Linked DNA regions of Sus scrofa: all the other regions are linked to region 3. The links are chromatin contacts, called in public Hi-C and HiChIP or PLAC-seq maps. All regions are on one chromosome and are shown on one strand. The core of a region is the stretch at or near the end of the contact, and the rest is flanking DNA. Distances in the headings are between cores, read along the strand shown.

Region 1 (7,795 bases), core at 1,069-3,568, 200 kb before region 3:
TGGACAATGTTATCTCCACTCTACAGATGAGGAAACCCAAGTCTGTCGGTCCTAAGCTACACTACCAGCGCATATCATCCACAAAGTACAGCAACAGGGCTCTGAGTAAGTTCCTTACACTTGGTCTTCTCATCAGTAAAACGGATGACAGTGTGGGGCTGTTGTGAATTTTTTAATGAGATCTCATACTTGGGAGGAACACCATGCAGACACTCAGTATACGGATTTTTCTCTCTGCTTCCAGAGTCACCCAACAAGGCTCTAATGCTTTGGGGATCATCCTACCCTACCTACCTACAGCTCGGCTTTAACTGTTAAAGAGACACCACTGTCATTTGTCAGAAGAGGCAGCCCTCTCAGGAACCCAGGCCAAAGACTGGGATCAGGGTAAAAGATGAAGGTCACAGTAGAGAGAAAAATCCATGAAGCAAAAGGCAGAAGCCAGAACTTCCCATCAGGACAAGCTCCTGAGAATAGCCCTCAAGTAGCTCCTCTCTCTTCCATTCTTAAATCTCACCCCAACTCATTCTCCTCTGCACCCCTGGCTAACCCCAAGCACAGAACAAAAGAGATAACGAGAGACGGGTATGGCGCAGAGGGGGCAAGACTTGATCAAGGGCTTGGGTTCCAATTCTGATTCTGCCACTGTGTGACCTTGGGCAACCTCTCTGGGCCTTAATGTTCTCAACTGTAAAATGGGAAGACAGCAATCAATGAGCCCCTCACCAGATGAATGGAGGGGAAGAGGTCACATGAGAGAAGAGATATAAAGCACTTTGGAAATAAATTGCCAGACAAATGGGCTCACTTCTACCATCACAGCAAGAGGTTGGAAGGTAACAATAGGCTGGGGGGAAATATTGCCAGGTACCCCCAGATACAAATGCACTCACACACTTCCTTGAAAGGACAAGAAACCCAACCAGACCATGCCTGAAAAACAGATAAACAGACCCACCACAGGGATCAGAGGCATGGGAATCAACAACCCAGAGCAGTAAGGAAAGAGGGTTACAATCATGGAGAAGGGGTAGCAGTGAGGGGCAAAGTGAACAGAGAGACCAGAAGGGCACAAACCCATCCGATTAGCTCAAGCACCCTAGGGTATGACCCCCGGTGACATCGGAGACCCTGTCACCTGAGGTCCCCCAGCAACCAGGCAATAATGAAGGGAAGAGGAAGGGAAAGAGGGTGGCAGCAAAAGGCAAGGCTAGTCAGAGGCTGACCACTGGCCCCGTTGGGCTTCCCCATCCTGAGGACAGGGCCTACCCAGGGCCAGCTTCCCAGAAAGAAGCACCCTTTCTTCTCAAGCTAGACACAGGGACCCGCGCCCCTGCACCCCGTGTCTCACCTGGTAGGGGTCACTATGGTGCCCCAGCGCCTCCGCCTCCTCCTGGGGTCCTCCAGCGGCTCTGCCAAGCAGGGAGAGGGGCAAGGAGACCTTTCCCCTTGCCACCTCTTCCTCGGCTTTCGCCCTTCCTGAGGGGCGGGCCCGGGAAGCCTCCCGTGGAGGGGAGGGGGTGACAACCTGATCTGACCTCGCGGTCCAGTCCTCCTCCTCCTCGAGGGCGACAGTTGCTGAATCCCGGATTTCTGATTGTGGGGTCTGAGCCCCAGATATTTGAACGGGGGGAGGCTGAATCTGATATCTGAACTAGTGGGGAATGAACCCCGGATACTGGTACACGCAGGATCCTGAACACCAGATATTTGAAATTCTATGAAACAGAGCCCCAGGTTTAGAGAGGTTGGGACCCGAGTCCCGGATATCTGAAATCTGAGGGGCTGATACCCGGATATTTGAGAAGCGTGGGGTCAAGCCCGGAAATTCGAGACCGAAGGGACTGAGCCCCAGGTCTTCGGCCACCGACAGGGGGCCTACCCCGAGGACGGTCGACCGCACGGCCCCTCTCACGCCGGGGTCCGAGGGTGACAGCCTCCACTCCCGCCCCGGCCTCCTCCCTTTCCCCTTCTCTCTCCCGAGGATAGCGGAAAGATTGTAGCTAAGGGCGGTCCCCGTGCCCTCTCTCCCTCTCCTCTTCTCAGTCTCAGCTTCTCTCCGCACCACAGCCCCGGTCTCGTCCCGGTCTCCCTCTCCCTCTTCCTCCCAATTCCAAGATGGAGACCGGGCGGGAGCGCGCAGGCGCGGTAGAGACGCCGGGCCAAGGGGGCGGGGCTCAGAAGGGAATAGTCCCGCCCCCTCCCCTTACCGCTGCGGCCGGGGAGCTGGGCAGTAACCCAGCCAGAGTGCGCGCGCGCCCCGCCACGCGGACCCCGGGTGGGAGGAGGCCGGGAGAAGGGCCAGTCTTGGAGGGGGAGGAGCCCAGCGCGCTGTCCGACAACTGGTGGTGGAAAGGGCTGCGGCGCATGCGCCCGCCCCGCCTTAGCGCTGAGCCCGAGCTTGTTGCTAGGGGAAGCTTTGAGGGGGCGCGGGTGGCAGGAAATAAGAAGCTGCGATCTGCGCCTGCGTGCAGGGTAGAGGTTGGGAGGGGTAAGGGAAGACTGCTGCTGGGCGCGGAAAAGGCGGGAAAACGGACTGTCCTGCTTAGTAACTATCCAGCCGGGACGTGGGCTACCAAGTTCGAGGAATCTTTGCTGGTAAAATTCTGTCATATTTCTTCATTGCAGCATGACGTGCACAAGGTCACACTGCACTTATGTCAAAGCATTTCCATGACCATACCCGAGAGCTGCAGTAACCTATGCCCTATACCGACCTGTATCCCAAACTAGAGAGTCAACAAGGAAAAATCCGCCAAAACCTCGCAAGCCCCTCTACCCTAAAACTCCCACCTTAATCCAATTCCCAATGAACACCCTGGGAAACGCTGGGCAAAAAAAAAAGCCTTTTATTTCCTCCCACATTCCAGCTCTCCACTTTTTGTAACATCTCTTCCAACTCCGAACGAAGACCCAAGAAGTTCACACCTGAAGAGAACAAAATAAAAAAACAGGGCAGGTCAGAGGACCCGTGGAGGAAGCTCTGGGATGGCTGTAGAAATTGAGGAAGGAGCAGAGGAAGTGACAACTAGAGATAGGTACAGGCACTTATGCCAACTGAGATGGCCTCAGGACCCCAGGATCTGCCAGGAGTCAGAAACTCTTCCTTTCCAGTCTGCTCAGATCTAAGAAAGGCTGAGAGGGATCCGCCTTTCTCCATCCCAGGTAGGTGGTCGCGGAATTCCTGTGGCACAGCAAGTTAAGGATCCCACTTTGTCACTGCAGCGGTGTGGGCCACTGATGTGGCATGGGTTTGATACCTGGGCCTGGGAACTTCCACAGGCCACAGGCAGAGCCCCCCCCCCCCAAAAAAAAAGGAAAAGGAAAAAGAAGAAAACTAGGTAAGTCTTGAGGGTCTAAATCCTTTCGTCAGAGCCATTCCCTGGGCCTGTGCTGTTTCTTCTTCTCTCGCAGTTATTTCCTAAGGCACAGCAGCCAGCAAGCTGAGAACAGTTTAGGAGCTGGGTGTACAATATATGACTCATTTTCAAATTATATGAGACTCACCTGAAAGGGTGAGATTTTTTTACAGGATATATATATATATATTTTAACCATAATGAGCTGACCCACTAACTAGTCCAATATGTCCCACACTCCCACTTTGGAAGATGTGTTCCCTCCAAAGACCCTGCTAGCAGAATCAACTTTATCTAAATGGAATGATGGCTAATGGAAAAAGAGAAGATGCATGTGAAGTCCTTGGGCACGTAGTATGTGCCCAGTAAATGGAATCATCAATCAATTCCTTTGAGCAGTTCAAAATGAATTTTACAAAATTTGCATCATAAAACAGGGTATCAGAATTTTAGGACAAATGCAAAACAAACATTAATTCATATCCAGAACATATCAAATTTGAACCCTCTTCATTCACCACTGATGCCAAAAAGCCTGGATGAGAACTACACCTATGGATGAATCTTAAAATCAGAATGTTTAACCAAAAGAAGTCAGTCACAAAAGAATATGAGTCCACCCATATAAGGCACAGAAATAAGTAAAGCCAAACCATATTGTTTAGGAATGGCTCTTTCTCAGTTAGAATTGCCACCCCCGCCCCATACCCTGTTCCCACAGGACTGAGGCAAAGAACCTTACCTGAGAACGAGACAGGAACTAGGCCAGTGCCCTCAGAGCCGGGTTCTAGACCAGTGGGACTCCCGGCGCGGGGGGAAGCACAGAGCAGTGAGACAGCAGAGAGGGCCACAGAAGAGAAGCAGGAACGAGCCCAAAACCAGCAGCCTGGAGCCACACAGAGCCAGCTCCTCCTAGGGGTGAGGACAGGGAGGGGAGGAGGAATGATGGAGAGGCACTGTAGAGAAACTTCCCTTGGAAAGACATCTTAGATACCCTAACCTAAGGGCTATAGAGAGAAGCCTCCATGGGGGAGAGGAGCAACTAAAAGGAAAATGTTATTTTTATACAGGCTAACATTTGTCTTTTTTTTTTTTTTTTTTTTGTCTTTTTTGTTGTTGTTGTTGCTATTTCTTGGGCCGCTCCCGCGGCATATGGAGGTTCCCAGGCTAGGGGTCTAATCGGAGCTGTTGACACCGGCCTACACCAGAGCCACAGCAACGCGGGATCCGAGCCGAGTCTGCAACCTACACCACAGCTCACGGCAACGCCGGATCGTTAACCCACTGAGCAAGGGCAGGGACCGAACCCGCAACCTCATGGTTCCTAGTCGGATTCGTTAACCACTGCGCCACGACAGGAACTCCACATTTGTCTCAATGGTTTACAGACTGCTTTATTGCCCAAGCATCAAACTGAACATTCATAATGACATCAGGAGATAGGAACGTGCACTTTTTTTTTTTTTTTGGTCTTTTGTCTTTTTAGGGCCACCCCTGCGGCATATGGAGGTCCTCAGGCTAAGGGGTCGAATCGCAGCTACAGCTACGCCACAGCCACAGCCACGCCAGATCCAGGTCCAGCATGCGACCTACACCACAGCCCGCGGCAATTCTGGATCCTTAACCCACTGAACAAGGCCAGGGATCGAACCTCTGCCCTCAGGGTTCCTAGTCAGGTTTGTTAACCACTAAGCCGCAATGGGAACTCCAGGGACGTTCACTATTGTCTGCATTTTAAGATGTTCAAGCAGAGCCGGTCTGGAAACCAAGAACTCTGATTCCAAGCTCCCAGGTCATGCTCTTCAGCAGGATCTTCGCCGATGTAAGGGAAGGGTATGCAGCTCCCTCCTAACCAGTCTCTCTCCTCCACTTAGCCAGTCTGCTCCACCAGTGGCTCCAGCGGCTCCCATGGCCTGAAGCATCAAGTCTAGCATCTCAGCCAGGCATCACGGAGCCTCAAGACCTGCTCCCTGTATCTCTTTCGCCTCTTCCCCTAAGGCACCCCTAAGCCTTCATCATGGAATGCCCCTGAAGACCGAACACTTTTCACTCCCTAGGCCTGTGCTCAGGTCAGTCCCTTTGCCTAGAACAGATCTCCCCCCATCTCCTGAACCCCCTCTCCTGCATCCCTGCTCAAATCTTCCTCATTCAAGGATCATCCTGACAGGGAAGAATGAGCCTGGGACTCATCAGATGGCTGAAGGTGGCAATTCTGGCTCTGCCACTTAACCAGTTGCGTGGCCTGGGGCAATACACTCCCTCTAAGTCTGTTTCCTCATCTGTAAAATGGGATAATAACAGCTACCTCAAAAGGCTGTTTTAAGATCAAATGCGATAATGAACCTGAATGCACTTTGTACATTATAAACTACTGTAAACAATTCCCTTTCTTAAATACCACCTCCTTGGTGAGGCACTCTCCATAAATGTCCAAGTTAGAGCTAAGTGGTCCTTACTCTGCTTGAATAACACTTTGGTCAGGTTTCTATGAAAGCAATTAGCCCATTCTGCCTCTAATTACAGCTTCTGAATGCCTTTGAGGTTAAGATCATGTTTTATTGTATTTAAAGACAATAGTTAATACTAATAGCTGTCATTTAGCCAATCTCTTACTAACCAGGCATTAACCTAGGCACTGGACATTCATTCTCACTTACCCTTATTTGTTGGAATTAGGAGATAGTATCATGGTTTTACAGATGAGGAAGCTGAGGCTCAGAGAGGCTCATATGCTTGCTTAATGTCACGCAGCCTCTGCGGCAGGACTATAAAGCCTATGCTTTTACTACTAGGTAAAATTGCCTCCAGGCACCTTCAAGAGACAGTATTCATGGATTTCCCACTGTGGGGAAGTGGAAAGGAATCCAACTAATATCCATGAGGATGCAGGTTCAATCCCAGGCCTCAATCAGTGGGTTAAGGATCCAGTGTTTATGAGAGCTGTGGTGTAGGTTACACATGCGGCTCAGATCTCGAATTGCTGTGGCTATGGCGTAGGTTGGCAGCATCAGCTCCAATTCAACCCCTAACCTGGGAACTTCCATATGCCACAGGAGTGGCCCTTAGAAAAAGCAAAACAAAACAAAACAAAACAAAAAAACAAACCTCACATCATTCAGCATGGTAGTTTATGAAACTCCAATAATCGGAAGCTCTTACCGAGGTGAGCAACTTGGTGAGCACAAGACCTTCGTGGCTCCAGACACTGACACACCCCTCAGCCATAAGGCTCAGGGTGGTATTTCCTACTCCCTCCTCAGAGCAGGACATGGGTGGCTTGCTGGAAGGCAGGATTCCTGGAGCAGCACTGAAATATAGGCAGGTCCTTTCTGTGGTCACCCTGGCTGTAATGAGGACCAGATCGCTTCCAGAAGATCCTATGAGGGGCACAGGGAAGGAGATGGAAGAAAATGCAGGGTAGGATGGCGGCCATCCACCTTTAGACGCATTCATTTCTGCAGGCTTCCTACTACCTCAGGTATTCTGGCATTGATTCTGTGTAATAAAGGGCCCTAATGCCATCATTTACATCACTGAGAAATGAAAATAACTGTGTATCAATATAAACAAAAATTAATTTATGTATTTCTTTTTCTTTTTTTTTTTTGTCTTTTTGCTATTGCTTGGGCCACTTTCTCGGTATATGGAGGTTCCCAGGCTAGGGGTCGAATTGGAGCTGTAGCCACCGGCCTACACCAGAGCCACAGCAACTTGGGATCCGAGCCGCGCCTGCAACCTACACCTCAGCTCAGGGCAACGCTAGATCGTTAACCTACTGAGCAAGGGCAGGGACCGAACCTGCAACCTCATGGTTCCTAGTCTGATTCGTTAACCACTGCGCCATGACGGGAACTCCACAAAAATTAATTTAAATTAGCTCACAATCAATAAAACAATCATAGCAATACTCAGTAAGCTGCAACAAAACTTGGGTAGAAGAGTTCCCCTCATGGCTCAGTGAAAACAAATTTGACTAGTATCCACGAGAACGCAGGTTCAATCCCTGGCCTTGCTCAGTGGGTTAAGGATCCAGCGTTGCTGTGAGCTATGGTGTAAGTCACAGATGCAGCTTGGATCTGGCGTTGCTGTGGCTGTGGTGTAAGCCAGTGGCTGTAGCTCCAATTTGACCCCTAGCCTGGGAACTTCCATATGTCTTGGGTGCAAATAAAATAAAATAAAAGGTTCACATATGCCTAAAAAGCAAATAAAATCAAAGGTTCACATCTCATTTCAAATTAGTGGGAAAAGGATGGTCTACTAAGTCATTGGCCTTAGAACAATTCTATATGGGAAAAAAATGTTAGACTCATCTCGCACTATAAAATCCAGATGTATTAAAGAGCTATACAAATATACTAAAACAAAATAAAAACCTAAGAAGTATTAAGAGAAAATATAGAAAAACATTTTCTAATTTTTAAGTGGAAAAGAAAGGG
Region 2 (6,808 bases), core at 5-2,504, 160 kb before region 3:
CAATTATGATTATGGAACAGTCTTTCAATTCATCAGAGAGGAGTTTTTTCTGAAGCTGGTGTCCTATAAAATTGTTTATGCTCAACAGGGCAACATCATAGCCTAGCTTATAGTGTCAGGCCCCCTCATAGCAACAGAGGCTTCTGAAGGAATAGTGAAAACTGGGTCCCAGTTGTCATGAGCTGCTTTTCTCTTTCTCACCAGCTACACTTGAAAAATCAGAATTGACAATATTGCCCTTTGGGTAAAACATGGGCTCTCCAGGCTAACACAGGCCCTGTTACTCCCTAATACCTTGTAACTGGTTCATTCCACTCATTTACATTCCTACCTAGCCCCTGCCATTTACATTTGCACACGTCACTCAGCAGAAAAGAAACCAAACAAGCCCAGAGAGAAGTAACACTGCCGGTGAACTGATGGCCAGGCAGAACTACAGCTTCATGCTTCATTTTCCCTCCAGCAGATTCTCCTGCTAGACATTCAGATCGACTGTTAAATGTCCCAGGTATCAGCCTCTCAACAGAATGCAGATGAGATCAGATTCAAACACTTCTCGCCACACTTTACCAGCAACGTTTTCCTAGCTTATTTCTTTCTTCCAAGGTTGGGTGTCTCACGACATAGGCTGGGATTCTAAAACCCTTGTCCAGGTTGCTCTAGCCACCCCTGACCTTCTTTCTGCCTGTTAAATATGCCAAGTGTGTCTGGTTTACGGGTCTTTGTATTTGCCCCGGGCTCTTCTTGGAACTCTCTGCCCTCCGCCTCCACATAGGCGTCTCTTCTGAGCTTCAGCTCAGTATCACTTCCTCAGAGAAGCGCTCGTCAACGGACGACCTCATCTATTCACATCCTGCATGCCCTACCTAGCATTACTGCCACCTCCTCTGGGAGGCCACCTCCGTCTGGCCTCCCTTAAGAGCTCCCCTTGGGGCTTTCGTTCGCAGCTGTCAAATGCGCGGGGCCGGGAGGCGGGAAACTGTGCCCCAACCCCTTGCCTCTCTGGGCCCCTTCCCCTTCACGCCCATGAAGCACCCTGAGAGTGGAGATACGCGAAGGGGGCAGTGTTTTCCACACAGGCAGGTGGCCAAGAGCCCTACTTCGAGTCTCCCGGACAGGCGACCTGAACACACCTCACGCGGCGCCCCGCCCTCCCGCAGCCCGCGCTCGACTCCCTCTGCCAGCCCACCGCCACCACGCATGCTCCTCCCTCCCGGCCGCGCGAGGTCGGGGGCGGGACCTTGACGCGCCTGCGCAGTTCTCGCCCGGCTTCCGGGCGGTTCCGGCGCGATGATCCAGAGGGCCAGTGTCACTAAGTAGCGGCGGGGCTTAGGGGCGTGCGGGCCCAGCGGTCCGGCCCAAGGGCTCGGGTCCCGGGGTCTCTGGGAGCGGCCGGAGGGTGCGGAGACAACCAAGGATCGTCGCCCGCCGCCGCCACCAGGCATGTCGGCCGAGGCGTCTGGCCCCGCAGCGGCGGAGGCCCAGTCCCTGGAAGTTCCTAAGCCCGCGGGTCTCGAGCCTGGCTCCGCCGCCTACGGTCTCAAGCCCCTGACCCCGAACAGCAAGTATGTGAAACTAAACGTGGGCGGTTCGCTGCACTACACCACGCTGCGCACCCTCACGGGACAGGACACCATGCTCAAGGCCATGTTCAGCGGCCGCGCGGAGGTGCTCACTGACGCCGGAGGTACGCGAGCCGCCCTTGCTTACTGTCCTGCCTCCTCCAGATCCCCGTCTCCCTTTTCTCCCAGTCTTTCTTCGCCCAGTCTTCTCACGCCCCTTCTCTCTTGCCGTCCAGTCAACTCATTCTCACTTCTTCCATCCCCTACATCCCATGGCACCTCCCTTTTCTCATTCTTCATCCCCTTCCTCCCTCGGTCTTTACACCCAGCAGTAGTAACCAGCAAATTCTCAACATGTTAGGACCAAATTTTCATTACTGCTCCCCACGGACTCTTCCACTCTTTCCTCCTCAGCTCAAAAGACTCGGGAAGCAGCCCTGGTGCCAACAGCACCCTTCCAGGCAACCTTCATCAGTTTCTTCTACCTCAGCACTGCCAGCAACCACCCCCGAGAGTTGGAGGACCTAACACAGGTCCCTACACTCTAGAAATCTATCTGTAAATAACAGACTGTCAGAGGAGAGGGCTGCTTTGGGTTTGCCAGGGACGCCAGAGTGGAGAGTGGACAGTTCTCTCTGGCAGGCGAACCTTACCTTCTCAAAGTGTGTCGCAGTCAGGTTCGGGCTCCATATGCTCAAGGGGAACCTTAAAAGTCCAGGGAGGGGGATTCAGAAGAGGTTAACAAGGATTGTGAGAGCAGGAAAATTGAAATTGGGGAGGCAGAGCTCAGTCTTCAAATATCTGCAGGTGAAGAGTTTATTGTTCAATGAATATTGGCAAAATGCCAGTTAGTGTAGGAGATAGTTTGGTAAATGAATCTGATTAAGATGAGCCTTATGGAGTTTTCTTTTTTGTGGGGGTAGGGAGAGACAATAAGCAAGTAAACATACCAAAACGAAGACAGAAACATGTAATTCCAGATGGCAATGAGGTCTATGAAGAATACAAAGGTTAAAATGGTAGTGGAGAGTGGGGTAGCATTCTTTTTTTTGTCTTTTCAGGGCCGCACCTGTGGCATATGGAGGTTCCCAGGCTAGGGGTCCAGTCAGAGCTATAACTGCCCGCCGGCACCACAGCCTCAGCAATGCAGGATCCAAACCAAGTTTTTGACCTACACCACAGCTCACAGCAACGCCAGATCCTTAACCCACTGATCGAGGCCAGGGATCGAACTGGAGTCCTCATGATACTAGCCTGGTTCGTTAGCTACTGAGCCACGACGGGAACTCCCCCCCCCCTTTTTTTTTTGGTCTTTATAGAGCTGCAGGTGCAGCATATGGAAGTTCCAGGTTGGGTCGAATTGAAGCCGTAGTTGCTGGCCACAGCCACAGCCACAACCATAGCACTGCAGGATCTGAGCCATGTCTTCGACCTACACCACAGCTTAGGGCAACACTGGATCCTTGACCCACTGAGTGAGGCCAGGGATCAAACCCGAGTCCTCATGCATACCAGCTGGGTTGTTACCACTGCGCCACAACAGGAACTCCCTGGGGTAGCATTCTAATTCAATAGGATGATCAGAAGTAACACGAGGTAGAGGTTTATTGATACGGTAATCCGGAGGAACTTTCTCTTGGTGAGAACCCTCCAGGTATAGAACAGATGTGGGAGGGAATTACTTCTGTGTGTCTGGATGTGTTGAAAAGGGGCCTGTGGGAGATCTCACTGGAGATGTTTTAAAGGCATTTTCTTGGAGTTCCCATCATGGCGCAGTGGTTAACAAATCCGACTAGGAACCATGAGGTTGCGGGTTCGGTCCCTGCCCTTGCTCAGTGGGTTAAGGATCCGGTGTTGCCGTGAGCTGTGGTGTAGGTTGCAGACGCGGCTCGGATCTCGCGTTGCTGTGGCTCTGGAGTAGGCTGGCCCTACAGCTCTGATTCGACCTCTAGCCTGGGAACTTCCATATGCCGCGGGAGCAGCCCAAAGAAATACCAAAAAAAAAAAAAAAAAAGACAAAAAAAAAATAAAGCCATTTTCTTGGATATGGCAGAGGCTTGAGACAGATGAGCATTTAGATTTTGTAGCTTTGGAGTCCTTTTTTCTTTTCTTTCCTTTTTTTTTTTTTTTGTCTTTTTACTATTTCTTGGGCTGCTCCCATGGCATATGAGGTTCCCAGGATAGGGGTCGAATCGGAGCCGTAGCCACCAGCCTACGCCAGAGCCACAGCAACTCGGGATCCGAGCCGCATCTGCGACCTATACCACAGCTCACGGCAACGCCGGATCCTTAACCCACTGAGCAAGGGCGGGGACCGAACCCGCAACCTCATGGTTCCTAGTCGGATTTGTTAACCACTGCGCCATGACGGGAACTCCTGGAGTCCTTTTTTCATTAAAATGTAGTAACTCCAGGGCCTTCAGCAAAGCCATCCTTCCTTCTGCCTCTCCCCTCCTCACCAGGTTGGGTGCTGATCGACCGGAGCGGCCGCCACTTTGGTACAATCCTCAACTACCTGCGGGACGGGTCCGTGCCACTGCCTGAGAGTACCAGAGAACTGGGGGAGCTACTGGGTGAAGCACGCTACTACCTGGTACAGGGACTGATTGAGGACTGCCAGCTGGCACTGCAGGTGAGGGTCCCTCCCCCACCTCCTGAGTCCCACCCCTATGCCCCCCTCCCTGGGAGAGCTGCCCGAGCAGTTAGGTCTTAAGACATCAAAGGAAAACAAGAGGAAATACGGGGTACTGCCTTGAGGAGTAGCCTCTGGCCTAGTCTGACTGGTCATGACCCCAGAGGATTTGGGAGTACTGACCTCTGCATTCCTACTGCCTCAGGCAGGGCCCCGTCATGCTAAGACTACTGCAGCGTTTAAATGACTGCACTCTCTACGTCTTGCTTTTTCTACCCAGCTACTCTAGCTATTACACTCCTACCTGAATAATTATCCTTAAACACAATCCCAGTTTATTTTCTCCCTTGCTTGGAAATTCCAAATAACATGCTTGTCCTACTGAGGAAAAAATAATCTACATTTAAATTGGAATAGAATGAACACCGTGATCTGGTCCTACCCTGGCAGGTGGCATTCCATCCCATCCAGGGTTTTAAATATTTTTTTTCCAGCAGTGATTTTTTTTTTTTTTTTTTGTCTTTTTGCCTTTTCTAGGGCCGCTCCTGTGACATATGGAGGTTCCCAGGCTAGGGATCTAATCAGATGGCGCTACAGCTGCCAGCCTATGCCAGAGCCACAGCAACACCAGATCCGAGCCGCGTCTGCGACCTACACCACAGCTCACGGCAATGCCAGATCCTCAACCCACTGAGCAAGGCCAGGGATCGAACCCACAACCTCATGGTTCCTAGTCGGTTTCCTTAACCACTGAACCATGACGGGAACTCCCTAGCAGTGAAATTTTTACAGAAGCAGCCACTCCTAACGAAACAGGATGGGGGGGAGTTCCCAGAGCCCTACCTTCTCTTCTGGGAATCTCTTAGGATTCTGAGGAGAAGAGCTTGGAAAGCAAGGCCAGGACTTAGGGGTTAAGGATCACCTCCACCACAGCTAACTGAGTGACCTTGATTGAGTCAATTCCTACCTCTGGCATTCTGTTCTCATCTCCCAGAAGATAGGGAAGTAAGAAAAATATGTGCAGTGTAGTGAGTTTCACATAAAGCCTTTTATTCTGTTCTATTTTTACAATGTTAAAAGTGCCCTTTCTTTTATGATACAGTATTAAAGGAGATTATGAGTTTCTTTTTTGACTCCTTTTATATATTAAAAAGTGGCAACTGAACACTTTCTGTTATCTTGGAGAGTACTTACTGGTCCTTAAAATCCAAAGTATAGAATTCCTTTGGGCAATATCCAAGTTTTTCAAACTTTTGGACTACATCTCATAGAGAAAAATGCATTTTTTACTCGAAGATATAACTAAGAGTTTTAGAAAATGATACTTTTAGTGAAATACACTCTGATATATTGTTTTCTTTCTTTCTAATGCCATTTGGGACCCTTTAAACTTCCTTCATGACCTCTCATTGGGTTACCACTTTGCAGTTTGAAAAACGTTAAAGTAGGAATTCTCTTGTGACACAGGTTCAATCCCTGGCCCTACACTGCAGGCACAGCCCCCCCCCCCCAAAAAAAAAGAAAGAAAGAAAGCAAAGATTTTGGAAGTTCATTCCTGCTCTGTAGCTTTACATTTATCTAATGTTATCTCACATCCACTGTGTGTTAGGATCAATTCTGTTATCTTTTGTGCCCCTCTTTGCCATAAAAAGACACATGAGGGAAGCTGGGAGTGTATCCAAGGTCAAGGAGCCGGTAAGCAGCAAAGCTCAGAGTCAACCCCAGTTTATTAGACTCCCACATGCATTACTTTTTCTTCTGTGCTCCAGCTGCCTCTTTTCCAAGTTTCTCCAAGACTATCTCCATCCTCACCTCTCTCAGCTAGAATATGCTTGCTTATTTGGAGGGTTTTTTTGTTTGTTTGTTTTTAAGATTGAGGTACAGAGGGGTTCCCATCCTGGCTCAGTGGTTAACGAACCCCAGCTAGCATCCATGAGGGGACTCGGGTCAAGGATCCGGAGTTGCCGTGAGCTGTGGTGTAGGTGGCAGACGCAGCTTGGATCCAGCATTGCTGTGGCTGTGGTGTAGGCTGGCAGCTGTAGCTCTGATTTGACCCCTAGCCTGGGAACTTCCACATGCCACGGGTGTGGCCCTAAAATGACAAAAGACCAAAAAAAAAAAAAAAATTCAGGAACAGAGAATTGAGTTCATCATACTTCTCAGCGCGTGGCGCTTAAACATCAGTAGTCTCTGCAGATCTTTTCTCTCTTGATTTTTCCTTCATTCCCAGTCCCTGCCCACTTCCCTGTTCCGCATAGGTACCCCTCCGGTTCTAATGTTTTAATACATGTGCTTGGATTATGTTTGTACCCTTGAAAAACTAAATCATTGTTTTGTATACATACGCATTTAAAATTTCCATAAATGGCACTGAGCTATGGATTGTGTGTTCTGTTTCTTAATTCAGCACTTTTTCCAAGATCTGTTCATGCTGCTGTATGTACCTTTAGGTCTTTGCTTCCAGCTGCTGCACAGGAATCTATGGTGTGCATTCACCGTATTTTGTTTATATGTTCCCCTGAGTTGGAGTCCTAGATTGCCTCCTACTTCCTGCCCCCATAAACAGTGCCACCATGAGCATCTTTGTTCGTGTGCCCTTGTGGGTTTTGGATCA
Region 3 (7,768 bases), core at 3,255-5,754:
CCAAACCTCCCCAGAACAGGGGCAGAAATAGGGATGTAGAGGAAAATGAGGTATAAATGTCCATTTTCAGAAATGGAATGTCCTTGGATCCAGGCTTTGCAGCCCCTTTCCTAGCTGCAAAGTGAATAAATAGATTTCTCAAAAATTTCCCCATCCAAAATCTTCTTCCATCTGGAATTTGCATTTGGGATGACAGAGCTATATTTGTAACCATGAGCGTAATGTGCACTTTGAAAGTCAAATGGAAACATGCATTTTAAAATATAAGATGAAGAATGATATGCTGCATATGGTTGTGTGTGTAAGAGAGACGAGAATGTGCTGGCAATTAACATTGGCAAAAGAGGAAAAAATGTGATTTTACTATTTGGATAAAATTAGTATTTTATTAAAAAATTTTTTTTTTCCTTTTTAAGGCTGCACCCGCGGCATATGGAGGTTCCCAGGCTAGGGGTCCAATCGGAGCTACACCTGCAGGCCTACGCCACAGCCACAAGAACGCAGGATCCAAGCTGCATCTGTGACCTATGCTACAGCTCACAGCAATGCCGGGTCCTTAACCCACTGAGTGAGGCCAGGGATCCGACCCTCCTCAGGGATACCAGTCAGCTTCTTAACCCACTGAGCCACAACAGGAACTCCAGGGCCAGATCTTGAAGGGGTATTATACTCCATGCTAAGGAAGATGGGCGCCCCCTGACAGCCTTAGGGGGTGCATAGTTCATCTGGACAGAGTAGCCTTTTACACGGGTCATTGGGACCAACACAGGCGAAGGGTGGAAGGGTCAGGGGTCAGGAAAGCGAAAGGGCAGTCTCAGCAGGACCCAGGCCAGGCGGGATGGGGGCCTAGAGAGACGAGAGGGCTCCCAGGGACCATGCAGGGAGAATCAGCTGGACCAGGCACCTGGGGACGGAGGCCAGAGGAGAGAGTGGGGCCCTTCACGGCGTGGCTCTAACCTTCCTTCCAGCTTCCTCAAACCCGACACCCCACCCACCAGTGAACACCTTTTTGTTCCTTTGTTTTTTTTTTTTATTGTAAAAGGAATGGATATATAAAATTTGGATACTACAGAAGAGGGTGAATAAAGTAAAAATCACTCTTACCCTATCAGCCCGTCCCCCACAGACCGGGCAGAGGTGGCCCAACTCCTGGCAGATCCGTGGCCACTTTCCGCTCCTTCTCTCCCCATCCCTCTCCTCCCCCACCCCGTGAACGGGAACCCCCCCCCCAGGCCCTTTCCCTGTCTCCCCATGTCCCTTCCATTCCAGGCCACCTGGCCGGCACACTCACACGCGGCCCTTGGCGGCTCCTTTTGCAGGTCAATGTGTCTGCTCTCTGACTCAACAACTTCCTCTTTGCACATTTCCTCTTTGCCCTGGGGAAATACCAACAGCCTCTGGTCCGTGGCCTCCGGTCCAGGAGGCGCCCGGTGCTCTGTCCTGGGCTGGTCCCAGAGAGATGGCTCAGTTAGGCTTTGTCCCCTCCTGGCCATCCCCTGGGGGCCTGTCACGTCTCACTCTGACTGACTCCCTTGGAGGATGGAAGAGGAGATGCAAACACATCCAACCTGTAACAGCATCAGCAAGACCCGCCCTGGGTCTCCTGCGAGTGTTGGAACAGGGCCGGGGGCCGGGGGGGGGTGTGTGCGGGGGCTGGGGGGGGGGTCTTTGAGGAAGAGATGACCGAGTGGCTGAGCTGAGGAACCACACTCAGTCGTCACGCATGCGGTCTTTCCCCTCAGGGCCGGCCACAGGCGGAGTTCAATCTACCTCTGCCCAATCTGAGCAAAGATGAGGGCGCCTATGCCTCGGCAGCAACAAGGGTGGCATCTCCTCAGCCTCTGCAGCCCTTCCTGCCCTCGCCCCCACCCCCGCCCCTGTCCTCACCCCCGCCCTTCACAAACATCACGGATTCCTCGCCTCTCCCGCTCGCTCGCTCGCGCAAACCGCCCTCATACGGGGACCCACACAGATGCTGAGACTTCTAAGAATGACACCTGCCCTGAAATTCTTCTCACCTCCGAGGGGGAGGGGAAACAGCTGAAGCCTCTGGCTGTCTCAGGCCAGAGGTGAGGGAGAGTGTGGCGGCTTGGACAGTGGGCCAGCCTAGAGTCCAGGGGCTGTCACACACGCACCCGAGAGCGCAGCCCGATGACACCAACCCAGCCCGTGTTCCAGGCTGGCCCGGCACAGCGCTCCTGGGCGCAGAGTCAAAAGAAGGGTCAACTGTTCTAGTCTGTGGGGCCGAGTGTACTTTCCAGAGTCATCCTAAGGAGGAGTTTCCTGGGTTGCTTTTTCTGTCATCTTCCCAGACTCTGGGATCCCTGGAGCATCCTCTGAAAAATCCAAGGTCCAAAAAGTTTGGGATTAGGGAGACTCAGCTGGGGTCGAGGACAAAAACATAGAGAAACTGTGATGGGGAGCAGTGAGGTCCACGAGGAAGCTTTGCTCATTCAAGCTTTGCTCATTCTGTCTACAGGCGTTCAGTGGGTGCCAGCCCTGGTCTAGGTGCTGAGTGCAGATGCTGGCGGGATGATCCAGGGCCAAGAAGCCGAATGAAGACTCAGAGTGAAGATGCTGCGTGCACATCCAAAGGGTGCTGGGTGAAAAAGCTGGGTGACAGTGAAGTTGGATGTAACGGTAGGAGGGAGGGTGATGAAAGAGGGAGTGACTCTGGCTTCCATCCTTGTCATGAAGCCCTAAGCGGCCCCCGCCTCTCTGGCTTCTGGCCCATCAGAAGCAGAGGCGTCCGCAGCCCCATCCTCGCTGCCCACCAGCGGCTCCTCCTCACCCTTCAGCTTGGCGGCTGACCCAGCCTTTATCTCCTCCAGCGCCAAGGAGCCCTGGCGAGACTTCCGTTTCCCAAAGAAAGTGGTGAGCGTGGGTCGCTGGCCAGGCCCCTCCCCCTGGGGAGCCCCAGAGTCCTTGTTGCCCCCAGATGCTCCCTCTGGTGACATGGCCTCCTCATCGGACACCTGGGCTCGCCCAGCCCAGGCATCTACGACCCCATTGCGGTTTCCACCTCTGCTTAGTGTCAGGACTCCTGTCTTCCGCTTCTGCCGCTGGCGCCATAGCAGGAGTAGTACCACGAGGACAATGACCACCAGCAGGGCCACAAGCACGGCTACCAGCATGGTGCCATTTGTCCTCTGACCTGAATTTTGGGGGGAGCTACTGCTTGTGTCTACGGTGGATATTCCTACCCCAAAGATGGGGTCAGTGGTCTTCATAGAGGTCTCCCTGGTGACAGGGGGTCCACTGGTCCCCTTGGAAGTCGTTAGCAAGCCAGTTTCAATGGTGACAGGGGGTCCACGGGTCACAACGGAGGTCTTCGAAGACCTAGTTGCCATGATGACAGGGGGTCCAGTGGTTCCACTGGAGGCCACCAGAGAGCTGGTTGCCGTGGTATTAGGAGGTCCACTGGTCCCATCAGAGGTCTCCAGAGAGCTGGTTGCCGTGGTGACAGGAGGTCCACTGGTCCCATCAGAGGTCTCCAGAGAGCTGGTGGTCATGGTTTTACCAGTCACAGTGTGCAACCCCAGGGAGCTCATTCCTGAGACAGCAGGTGTATTGGCTGCATCAGAGATCTCCAGGAGCATGGATTTCCTGTTGGTGGAAACTTCCTGGGAGAGTACTGACCTGGGGAGAGGAAGGCCACTGCTGGCAGCAATGGAAATCCCGGGGGAGGACACCTCTTCAGCTGGGTAGGGAGTTGAGGAAGGCAGGAAGATCTGATGCCCAGGGCTGTTACTTTCCTCAGGGAGCTCAGTTGTTGAAAGACTGGATGCTTCTGAGTTGATTTCGGGGGTCCCAGAGACAGAGACCAAAGGAAAAGGGGACCTTGCGGGTTCAGACATCTGCAAAGCAGTCGTGCTCTCTGGAAGCTCTAGGCTTGCCACTGGGGCCCAGACGCTCCCAAAGAAGAGGAAAAGCGGGATCATTTTCAAGGCGACAGGCATGAGCAGGAGTTGGGACCTGAGGGTGGGGAAACCGGAGAAAGAGAACACATAAGAACCTGGGGTGGGGGGAGGACCTAGCCAGGCCCTCTCCCCGCCCTTGCCCACTTCCCTGCCAACTGCCAGGCCGAACTCTGCGGTTCAACGGCTTTTTCCACCCCTGCTTGTACTCGTATCAGAAAGTACAAGATGCTGGCGGTTCCCCCATCAACTCTCTCCCTAGGTCCCCTCAGCCTGCCTTGGCAGCTTGTGCTCCAGCAAAGGCCACCCCCTCCCCACCTGTCCCAACCGTGGGCAGCCTCAGTGGCTCCACAGTCTCCTTTTCCATTATCCATCAAGGTCTTTTTCAAGCCAGAAGCACATCCCCAGGTGCACTGGGGCTGCTGCTCCACCAAATCACACCCCTTACCAGCTCACCTGATAAGGGCGAGGTTGCGGCCAGGCTGCTCCAACTCCTCTTGAAGCTGGGGCAAGACTGGTGGCCAGGGCCCCAGGGGGAAAGGAAATGGCCCTGGCTCCACCCACCCCAGCATCCTGCCCCACCCTCCTGCTCCTACATTGGCGGGCTATGAGCAAGGCATCGCTTTTTCAGGGTCTGAGATGGTGGGGGACTCTGGGGCAGGTGGGAATGGTGGGTGGGATCTGGAATGGGGTTCCTCGTTCTCAGTTGGGAAATGTGATAGCAGAGGGTGAAGCTGGGATAGGGGTGAGAGTGGGTGGAGGGGTGGAACTGTGTGGTTGAGAATGGGGGGTGCGGAGGAGGAGCTGGGAGGGGAAGGTGGTTTCCTTTGCATTTGTGGTCCCCAAGCTGTTAGGCCAGGACCCAAGGCTAGCACTTTTTCTGCCCCAAGAGCTCCCAGGAAGTACCAGGGTGCGAGGAACTCCCTCCCTCTGGCTGGGGGCAGTGAAAGCCTTCGCAGGTTGTAGGAAAATCCTGGTGGGCTCTTGACTTCTCGAGAAGCTGGAGTGGGCTGGTGTCACCACAGTGGCCCCCAGTCATGGGATGCCTGACTAAATCGAAGTGGTTCTTAAGCACGCTATACGCTACGATCTTATTTTTGCAGAAGACTAATAAAAATGTGGGAGTCAACACTGATGACAGTCTGGAAAGGTATCTACTGAGGTATTACCACGTTTCTTTGGGTACGTCTGGGTAGGGAGTTCTTTAGTTTCTGCCTTGGATAGTTGTTCTTTTCTCACTTTCGTTGAACGTGTAAGCTTGGGCTTTCGGTACGTGTGTGGTTTTTTGTTTTGTATTCTGCCTTTCTCGAAAAAAATCAAAACCGATTATGTCACAAAAGTAATAATACATGTCCGTGAGAGATGATTAAAAGAAGCCAATGTCACAGCCCGGGATCGAACCGAACTCATGAGCTAAGAGTTAGTCCGACAAAGATGTGCGATTCCTAGGTCAGAGACGCAGGCATCCGCGCCTCATGGCTAAGCAAGCAGCAGAAGCACCGTGTCTGCTTCAGTTCCTCTTGCCTCTGAGTCCCACAGGGGTGACGGCGAGGGGTTTGCACGGCAGCTGAGCTTGGAGAATTTTCCTCTTTTCGAGGAGGTGGTTAGCAAGCCTGCTCTTTGTCCCAAAAGGAGACGTTACTTCATCCTCAGAGTTACTCACTGCGAACACAATCTTGAGCAACCCCCTGAATAGAGAGCATCTGGGACCGTGCCTTGCTGGCAGAGGAGCAGGAGTGTGCAGGGCTGCTCAGGGCTGCGGTGGATTGGCTTTCCCAACAGGCAGGAATTGAAAAGTGACAAAGCTCCTCTACCACCACCGCCAGCTATGCCCTAGTAACGATAAGTCTGGATGCATATACACAGGCATATTCTTTTTTTTCCCCAATACGTTATTATTTTTTTTCTACTGTACAGCACGGTGATCCAGTTACACGTACATGTGTACATTCTTTTATCTCACATCATCGTGCTCCATCATAAGTGACTAGACATTGTTCTCATATACATGTATAGGCTAGTATTAGGTTTTATCATGCATACTGCTCCACACTTTTTTTTTAAAAAAACGGAACAATAGGAAAGAAGGAAGGAAGGAGAGAAGGGAGGGAGGGAGGAAACCTTTCCATTGTCAGACATTACGTTGTTTCAACATTTTGCTCCTGCAAACAGAAATGTAGGAGTAGGGGTTTCCGTTGTGCCTCGGTGGTTAAGGAACCTGACTAACATCCATGAGGACACGGGTTTGATCTCTGGCCTCGCTCAGTGGGTTAAGGATCCGGCATTGCCGTGAGCTGTGGTGTAGGTCGTAGATGTGGCTCAGATCCTGCGTTGCTGTGGCTACAGCTCCGATTGGACCCCTTGCCTGGGAACCTCCATATGCAGTGGGTGCTACCCTAAAAAGACAAAAAGACCAAAAGAAAGAAAAGAAAGAAAGAGAGAAAGAAAGAAACATAGAAGTAATTGGCTGCAAAGTAATTGGAGGTTTAAAAAAAATTTTTTTTTGGCTGCACAAGTAGCATGCAAAAGTTCCAGGCCAGCAGTCGAACCCATGCAGCAACCTGAGACACAGCAGTGACAACACTGGATCCTTAACCCACTGAGCCACCATCGAACTCCTAAATGGATTTTTGTTGTTGTCTTTTTAGGGACGTGTCTGCGGGATATGGAAGTTCCCAGGTTAGGGGTTGAATTGCAGCTGCAGCTGCAGCTCCCAGCCTCTGCCACAGCCACAGCAACACCAGATCCAAGCCGCATCTGTGACCTACACCACAGCTCATGGCAATGCCAGATCCTTAACCCACTGAACAAGGCCAGGAATTGAACCTGCGTCCTCATGGATACTAGTCGGGTTTGTTACCACTGAGCCACAACGGGAAGTCCAACATAAATTTTTTTAATTCAAAAAAATAAACAAAAATGTTGTAAGACTGCGTAAAGATACCCAATTTCTCAACCTTTAAAAAAAAAAGATCACTGAAGTGGGGAGTTCCCATCATGGCTCAGGGGGTCAAGGACCTGACGCTGTCTTGTGAGAATGCAGATTTGATTTCTGCCCTTGCTCAGTGGGTTAAGGATCTGGCATTGCCACAAGCTGCGATATAGTTCACAGATGTGGTTTGGATCCAGTGTTGCCGTCACTGGGCTGTGGCTTAGGCTGCAGCTGCAGCTGCAGCTCTGACTTGAACCCTGGCCTGAGAACTTCCATATGCCAAAGGTGTTGCCCTAAAAGGACAAAAAAAAGAAAAAAAAAAAATCTGGAGTTCCAGCTGTGGTACAACGGATCCACAGTGTCTTGAGAGCGCTGGGATGAAGGTTGGACCCTCAACCCAGCACAGTGGGTTAAGGATCTGGCATTATCACAGCTGTAGCTTAAGTCACAACTTTGGCTCAGATCTGATCCCTGGCCCAGGAACTCCGGATACTGAGGGGCGGTCAAAAAAGAAAAAAAAAAATTGTTTTAAAAAGTGAGCAGAGGGGACTTCCCACTGTGTGGCTCACAACATAGAAAGTGAGCAAAGGGAGTTCCCATCTTAGCTAGCATCCGTGAGGATGTGGGTTCGATCCCTGGCATCGCTCAGTGGATTAAGAATCAGGCATTGCCTTGAGCTGTGGTATAGGTCGAAGACGAGGCTCGGATCCCGAGTTGCTGTGGCTGTGGTGTAGGCCGGTAGCTGTAACTCCAATTGGACCCCTAGCCTAGGAACCTCCATATGCTGTGGGTGCAGCCCTAAAAAGACAAAAAAGAAAAAAAGAAAAGAAAGAATCAGAATCTGAATACTCTTTTCCACCTTCACTGCTACCCCCCCGTGCCCCCCCATGCCCCCACCTCCTGTCTAAGCACCTAAGCC
Region 4 (7,233 bases), core at 3,966-6,465, 180 kb after region 3:
TGAGCCACAACAGGAACTCCAGTTTTTAACTTCTGCAGTGACGTCAAAGGGTAAAACACGGTTCTCCACCTCCATCCTCTTACATCTAAGCTGAGCCACAGCCTTTTCTTCCCCACAGTGGGGGTTCTTTCCTCAGCCCTAACTCAGCAAGCCGGGTGCTCCTAGAGTCTGGGCCAGTAAGGAACAAGTATCAGCAGATCAAGCTGGTGAGGGCCTAAGATGACCCAGTCCTCATCCCCCAGGTCCAGCTCTGGGGTTGGGGGGGGAATTCTGAGACCTCCCTGGAGCTGCCACAGACTTTCAGGCCCCTGAGGCCACCCTGGGCCTCGGACAATGTCTAGGTCTTCAACTTCTGCCTTGTCACCTTTGAGGCCATCACCCACACTCCTGGAAGATCTCTGGGTAGTGCTGGAAGCCCACGGGTGGGTCCAGGTCCCCCCCGCCGCCAGAAGCCAAGGGTGTAGGCACCCCGCTGGCAGCCCGGCCCCCGCGGCCGCCGGCGCCAGGCCGATGCACCCACTGGTGCTTGGCCACGGCTGACTTCTGGCCGAAGCACCTGCCACACTGAGGACAGGGGTAGGGGCGCTCGCCGCTGTGCGTGCGCCGATGGGCTGCCATCTCGGAGTTCTGTCGGAAGCCGCGCCCGCAGTCTGGGCACGGGTAGGGCTTCTCGCCCGTGTGGGTGCGCATGTGGCGCCGGAGGTCGGAGGCGTGGGCGAAGGCGCGGCCACAGTCCCGGCAGGGGAACGGGGTCTCGCCGCTGTGGACCCGCTGGTGCTGGTAGAGGGCGGAGCTCTGGCTGAAGCAGCGGCCGCAGTCGGCACAGCGGTAGGGCTTCTCGCCCGTGTGCACCCGGAGGTGGGTGGTGAGCGCGGAGCGCTGGGTGAAGGCGCGGCCACAGTCCGGGCAGCGGTGGGGCCGCTCGCCACGGTGGAGGGCCCGGTGCTTGCTCAGAGAGGAGGCCTGGCTGAAGCCCTTGCCGCAGTCAGGGCAGCAGAAGGGCTTCTGACCCTTGTGCATGTACAGATGCTCCACCAGGGTGGAGCGCCAGGCGAAACTCTTCCCGCACACGTAGCAACCGTGGCGCTGGTCTGCCCTGGGGACCGGGGGATGGGCACAGAGTGGCGGGCGACCCCGGCGAGGCATCTTGGATGGCTGCTCCCAACCACCAGAAAACCCAGCGGAAAGCGGTTTGAGAGCTGTCAGCCCGGGAGGCTGAGCGTCCACAGAAAAGATCTTCCCCAGAGCCTCTGTCTCTTCTCTTTGTCTTTTCTCTTCCTGGTCTCTAGAACCTGCTGGGAGATAAAGGGACAGCTCAGACTCATCCTCCTATCAGGCTTATCCTGGTCCTTGAGTCCCACACCGCATATGGGGACAGAGAATCCTCTTGCAAACAGCCACCTTCTGGACCCACAGCTGCCTCTGGAACTCAGCTCGGTACAGGCAAGCAAGCTGGGAGTGACACCTTTCCTCCGGGGCACGGGATGGAGAGAAAAGCTGCAGAGACAGAGACCAAGAAGAAACAGGTGCACAGCACATTCTAGCTCGGGGCTGGGAAAATGGGGGTCGGGGTGACAGTGTAGCTGGATCACAGAGGATGAGCAGATGGTAAGGATGCATCAGGTGGCAGGAACACAAAGGAGGCATGAAGGTGGGTGGCAATGACAAGTTCGGAGGGGCTGGACAGGTGGACAGGGTGAACTGAGAGGAAGAAAACAGTACAAGCCAGGAGAAAGGAGGCCGATACCAAAGTGTAACAAAAAGGAGTTCCCACCGTGGTGCAATGGGAAGCAGCAGCAGCTCTGCCGGTCGAGTTGGATCTCCCACCTAACACCATGGGTTAAAGGATCTAGTGTTGTGGAATTCCCATTGTGGCACAGCAGAAATGAATCCGACCAGGAACCATGAGGTTGCAGGTTCGATCCCTGGCCTCATTCAGTGGGTTAAGGATCCGGCATTGCTGTGAGCTGTGGTGTAGGTCACAGAAGGGGCTCAGATCCCACGTTGCTGTGGCTGTGGTGTAGGCCAGCAGCAACAGCTCCGATTAGACCCCTAGCCTGGGAATCTCCATATGCCACAGGTACAACCCTAAAAGGACAAAAAAAAAAAAAAAAAAAAAAAAAAAAGAAAAAACACAGATAAAGGATCCAGTGTTGCTACAACACTGTAGATGTAGGTGGCAACTGTGGCTCAGATCTCATCTCTGGCCCAGGAAATCCGTATGCTGCGGGGGCGGCCAAAAAAGCAGAGAAAGTTTTGGGAGTTAGCTTGTGGCACCGTGGGTAAAGGATCTGGCACTGGCACTGCAGCAGCTGTGGTTGCTGCTGTGGCATAGATTCGATCCCTGGTCCAGGAACTTCCATATGCGGCAAACTCAGCCAAAAAAAAAAAAAAAAAAGTAAGCTAAAACCCAGGAGGTGGCAGAGGAGCCAGAGGGCAGGCAAACAGCAGGAGGGACAATGTGGAGCTCAGCAGAGCTTAGAGACCAGCTAGATGAGAGGGGCTCAGATTCGGAGGAGCTGGGAGTGGAGAGGCAGGTATGCCAGTCACACTCACAGCCCCTTTCTAGGCTAAATCCAGAAGCTCAGCAGGGACCAGGCATAATAATAACTGTAGGAGTTCTCATGGTGACTCAGTGGTTAAAGAACCTGACTAGTATCCACGAGGACGAGGGTTCCATCCCTGGCCTTGCTCAGTGGGTTAAGGATCTGGCGTTGCCGTGAGCTGTGGTGTAGGTTGCAGACTCCGCTCGGATCCCGCGTTGCTGTGGCTGTACTGTAGGTTGGCGGCTATAGCTCCGATTAGACCCCTAGCCTGGGAACCTCCGTATGCCACAGGTGCGGCCCTAAAAAGACAAAAGACAAAAATAATAATAACTGTAACTGAGAAAGTAATTCAAGGGGGAAACTGATGAGCAGGGAAGGAGTTGGCAGAGGGGGCGCAGGATGGATCAGGCCCAGAGGAAGTCCCCACGAGACAGAGCACCCAGTACTTCACCTGTGTCTGCCTCTGTCAGACACTCTCCCACCTCCGGATCCCTGGCCTCTAGACCCCACAGTTCGGCCTCTTGCTCCACCCAGGAGATGAGGGCTGGCTTGGTGCCTCGAAAGCCTGGGGGAGAAGAACGCAAAGCGCAGGCTGCGGGGGAGGCCGCCGCACAGGGTCCCGCCTTCCTGGGGCCGCCCACTCCACGTGCAGGACCCCGAGGCTGGGCGGGGTGAACGGGGATGTGGACACAGGAGAGCAGGTGAGGCCTCACCGAGCGCGCCCAGGAGGCCGTAGGTCTCGCGCATCACGTCCCGATAGAGGGCCTTCTGCGCGGGCCGCAGATACGCCCACTCCTCCGGGGAGAAGTACACGGCCACGTCCGCGAACTTAACGGGCTCCGGTGTCCCCCACTGGCCCCCGGCCCCGTTAGGTTCCCGCGTGGGGAGCGGGGCCGGGGGCGGCGCCATCGTAAGTGCCACCCCGGCGGTGGGCCAGCGCCACCCCTACCGGCCGGGGTCCATGCAGGAGAGGCGATCCGGGTTGCTCCCCGGCCGGGCCCAAGGGTCTGGGGCCGGGGGAGCAGGAACAGCCCCTCGAGGACCCACGGGGGTGGCCGAAGATGCCCGGAGAACCAGGACTGGAAGGTGCCTTCCTGAGAGATGGCGGCAACACCGCCCCACGAACTTTGCTCCCGCGCCGTCGTGCCCAGATGACGCCACGCCGGTGTCTCCAGGTGGCTTTGTCTTCGAGCCCTCAGTCAACATGGCCGCGGCGGCGACAGGACGCCCGCCAAGGCGCTGCCACCGGCCGGGGGGCGGCGTTGCCCAGAGCGCGGCGGCCCCGCTTCCCAGCCGGGTCCCAGTGCCCGCCGTGCTGAAGGTGCAGCCGCGGCCCCGCCCAGGCTGGCGACCACCGCCTCCAGCGCCGAGCCCGGCTCGTTCCGCCGCTGCGAATTCAGACGTTTTTTTTTCGGCTCTGGGTCGTTTATCCGCGGGCTTCGACCCGTCACGGGGTGACAGCAGATTATCCCCAGGGCTGAGGATCTAAAAATGAGATGGTCCAGGAACCTTCTCTATTGGAAGCCTGGTCGAGACTGAAATTCTGGAAGCTCCTGTTCCAGGAGGTTGTAGGGGCAGCCGGGAGTGAATAGGATAAGGTCTGAGAAAGGTCAGAAGGACCCTCTTGGAAGTCTCTGCTGTGGCTCAGCGGTAAGGAGCCCGACTAGGATCCATGAGGATGTGGGTTCTATCCCTGGTGTCATTCAGCGGGTTAAGGATCCGGCGTTGCCCTGAGCTGTGGTGTAGGTCGCAGAGCAGGGCATAAGGATTAAAAGTAAGTTAAAAAAGAATTTCTCAGAGTTCCTGTCGTGGCGCAGCAGAAACAAATCCGACTAGGAACCATGAGGTTGGGGGTTCGATCCCTGGCCTCACTCAGTGGGTCAAGGATCTGGTGTTGCCGTGAGCTGTGGTGTAGGTTGCAGATGTGGCTCGGATCCCGTGTTGCTGTGGCTGTGGCATAGGCTGGCGGCTACAACTCCGATTAAACCCCTAGCCTGGGAACCTCCATATGCCCTAAAAAGAAAAAAAAATAATTTCTCTGACTGTAAAAAAAAAAAAAAGTACGTAAGAGGGTTGTGTTTAGGAGTCAGGTACAGGGAGGTGTCATTCAGGAGTCCTCCCTCTGTGGCCCAGTACATTAATAATGTGGCTTGTCTCTGTGGTGTTGCTGGTTCGATTCCTGGATCAGCACAGTGGGTTATAGATCTGGTGTGATCACTGTGCGATAGGTCTAAGATGGGTCCGGATTAGATCTTTGGCCTCAGAAGTTCCATATGCTGGTGGGTGGGGCCAAAGGTCATTCAAGTGAAATTGCCCTACAGGAGGGTGACAGGCTTCACAAAACAGTTTAGCTCCTCTGGTTTAGGTCCTTGCTGATTTAGGCCTGGGGTCTCCAGGCTGGTCTCTGGGCCTCCGCCTTTCCCAGAGCATATTCTGTGGAGCAATATTCCCGCAAGATGGCAACAAGTGCCACTTCTTCCTGCCCCTTCTAAAGTGCCCTCAACAAAGAGGTCCACCCTCAGTTTCTCAAACCCTGCTTCAGACTTTGAACCAGGAGTTCCTATTGCGGTTCAGCCGGTTAAGGACCTCACACAGTGTCCGTGAGGCTGTGGGTTCAATCCTTGGCCTCATTCAGTGAGTTAACAATCTGGTGTTGCCATGAGCTGTGGTGTAGGTCGCAGATGCCACTCAGATCTGGTATTGCTGTGGCTGTGGTGTAGACCCCAGCTGCAGCTCCAATTCAACCCCTGGCCTGAGAACTTCCATATGCTGCAGGTGTGGCCCTAAAAATAAAAACAAAAAACATTGAACCAGACAGCTCCAAGAGCTCCCTGCCAGCTACAGGAAGCCACAGTCTACCCTGTTATCTCCATCCTCCTCACTCAGCCGAAAATTTTGTCCTTGTCCTAGGCCCCTCTGATACTGCAGCTCCCACATCCAGCCCTTGGACAGGCCCTATCCTTTCCTCTTCGAGTGTCTACCTCCAGTTCTTCTGCTTCTCTCACCTCCACTCAACTTCCTCCACTGCCATCCCTCCTCAGAGCAGCCAGAGTGGGTTTTGTGTCATTTTTAAAAAGTATTATTATTAATGTACAGTTGATTTACAATGTTGTGCCAATTTCTGCTGTACAGCAAAGTGACTCAGTCATACATATACATATAGATATTCTTTTTTTCATATTACTTTCCATCATGGTCTATCCCAGGACATTGGATACAGTTCCCTGGGCTGTACAGTAAGACCTTATTGTCTATCCATTCTAAACATAATACAGGGAGTTCCCATCGTGGCTCAGTGGTTAACGAATCTGACTAGGAACCATGAGGTTGCTGGTTCGATCCCTGGCCTCGCTCAGTGGGTTAAAGCTCCAGCATTGCTGTGAGCTGTTGTGTAGGTCCCAGATGTGGCTTGGATCCTGCGTTGCTGTGGCTGTGGTATAGACCGGCAGCAACAGCTCTGATTAGACCCCTAGCCTGGGAACCTCCACATAGTGCCGGTGCGGCCCTCAAAAAAGACAAAAAATACATAAATCAATATGTAAATAAATAAATGTAATAGCAAAGTAAGTTTTTAAATTCAAATCAGATTACCTGAACCCTTGACGGTCATGTGCTTAAAACCCTCCAGGGGGGAGTTCCTACTGTGGCGCAATGGAATCCATGTCGGACATCTCTGCGGCGCCAGGATGAAGGTTCAATCCCCGACCTGACACAGTGGATTAAAGGATCCAGTACTGCTGCAGCTGCAGCTCAGATCTGATCTTGAGCCTGGGAACTCCATATGCCATAGGGTGGCCCCCAAAAAAACAAAACAGTGGTTTATATGAGGTCCCTAAAGTAGTCAAATTTATAAAGACAGGAAGTTGAATTTTGGTTACCAGGGGCTGGGCAAAGAGGGAATAGGGCATTTTGTTTAAAGGGTACAGAGTTTCTATTGGGGAGATGAAACAGTTAGAGGTATAGTGGTGTTGGTTGCCTAAGAGTGTGAATGTACTTAATGCCACCCAACTGTACATTTAAAAATATTTCAGGAGTTCCCATCGTGGCTCAGTGGTTAACGAACTGACTAGGAACCATGAGGTTGCGGGTTCGATCCCTGGCCTTGCTCATCGGGTGAAGGATCCGGCGTTGCTGTGAGCTGTGGTGTAGACTGCAGATGCGGCTCGGATCCCGCATTGCTTGGCTGTGGCATAGGCCAGCGGCTACAGCTCCAATTGGACCCCTAGCCTGGGAACTTCCATATGCCTTGGAAGCAACCCTAGAAAAAAAGGCAAAAAGACAAAAAAAAAAAAAAAAAAAAAAAAAAAAAACAAAAATAAAAATGTTTAAAATGAGTCCTTCCCGTTGTGGCTCAGTGATTAACGAATCCGACTAGGAACCATGAGGTTGCGGGTTCGATCCCTAGCCTTGCTCAGTGGGTTAAGGATCCAGCATTGCCGTGAGCTGTGGTGTAGGTCACAGACGCGGCTCGGATCCCAAGTTGCTTGGCTGTGGCGTAGGCCGGTGGCTACGGCTCCAATTAGACCCCTAGCCTGGGAACCTCCATATGCCATGGGAGCGGCCCTAGAAAAGGCAAAAAGACAAAAAAAAAAAAATTAAAATGGTAAATTTTATGACGTGTAGGTTACCACACACACAAAAAAAATTAACTATAATTTAAAATATTAAAAGGGAGTCTCTGTGGTGG

What was found. Hi-C and Micro-C count contacts between places; a contact is called where the count stands out from the background. HiChIP or PLAC-seq counts read pairs in DNA pulled down with a chosen protein or histone mark.
Region 1: a contact with region 3 is called in an H3K27ac HiChIP or PLAC-seq map of alveolar macrophages. The contact joins the promoter of TAOK2 here to the promoter of SPN in region 3. A contact is called at or near these places in 1 of 5 promoter capture datasets (fetal skeletal muscle) and 1 of 2 datasets of contacts at active chromatin or transcription factors (alveolar macrophages).
Region 2: a contact with region 3 is called in an H3K27ac HiChIP or PLAC-seq map of alveolar macrophages. The contact joins the promoter of KCTD13 here to the promoter of SPN in region 3. A contact is called at or near these places in 1 of 5 promoter capture datasets (fetal liver) and 1 of 2 datasets of contacts at active chromatin or transcription factors (alveolar macrophages).
Region 4: a Hi-C map of subcutaneous adipose tissue shows a contact between it and region 3, with 2.5 times the contacts expected there. The contact joins the promoter of ZNF764 here to the promoter of SPN in region 3. A contact is called at or near these places in 1 of 47 Hi-C or Micro-C datasets (subcutaneous adipose tissue) and 1 of 2 datasets of contacts at active chromatin or transcription factors (alveolar macrophages).

What each region holds. Positions count from the first base shown.
Region 1 is chr3:18,172,870-18,180,664 of Sscrofa11.1, reverse strand. It overlaps TAOK2 (serine/threonine-protein kinase TAO2), which reads right to left and starts at 2,318. Exons shown (of 18, transcript XR_002342897.1): 1 at 1,352-2,318. TMEM219 (insulin-like growth factor-binding protein 3 receptor) reads right to left here. Exons shown (of 7, transcript XM_021088010.1): 5 at 6,519-6,736; 6 at 4,102-4,271; 7 at 2,831-2,928. The coding sequence ends at 4,134.
Region 2 is chr3:18,136,035-18,142,842 of Sscrofa11.1, reverse strand. It overlaps KCTD13 (BTB/POZ domain-containing adapter for CUL3-mediated RhoA degradation protein 1), which reads left to right and starts at 1,254. Exons shown (of 6, transcript XM_021086431.1): 1 at 1,254-1,687; 2 at 4,025-4,194. The coding sequence starts at 1,444.
Region 3 is chr3:17,975,467-17,983,234 of Sscrofa11.1, reverse strand. It overlaps SPN (leukosialin), which reads right to left and starts at 4,504. Exons shown (of 2, transcript XM_005655097.3): 1 at 4,374-4,504; 2 at 1,013-3,975. The coding sequence starts at 4,489. The coding sequence ends at 2,700.
Region 4 is chr3:17,797,683-17,804,915 of Sscrofa11.1, reverse strand. ZNF764 (zinc finger protein 764) reads right to left here and starts at 5,215. Exons shown (of 2, transcript XM_013992477.2): 1 at 3,260-5,215; 2 at 1-1,295. The coding sequence starts at 3,455. The coding sequence ends at 376.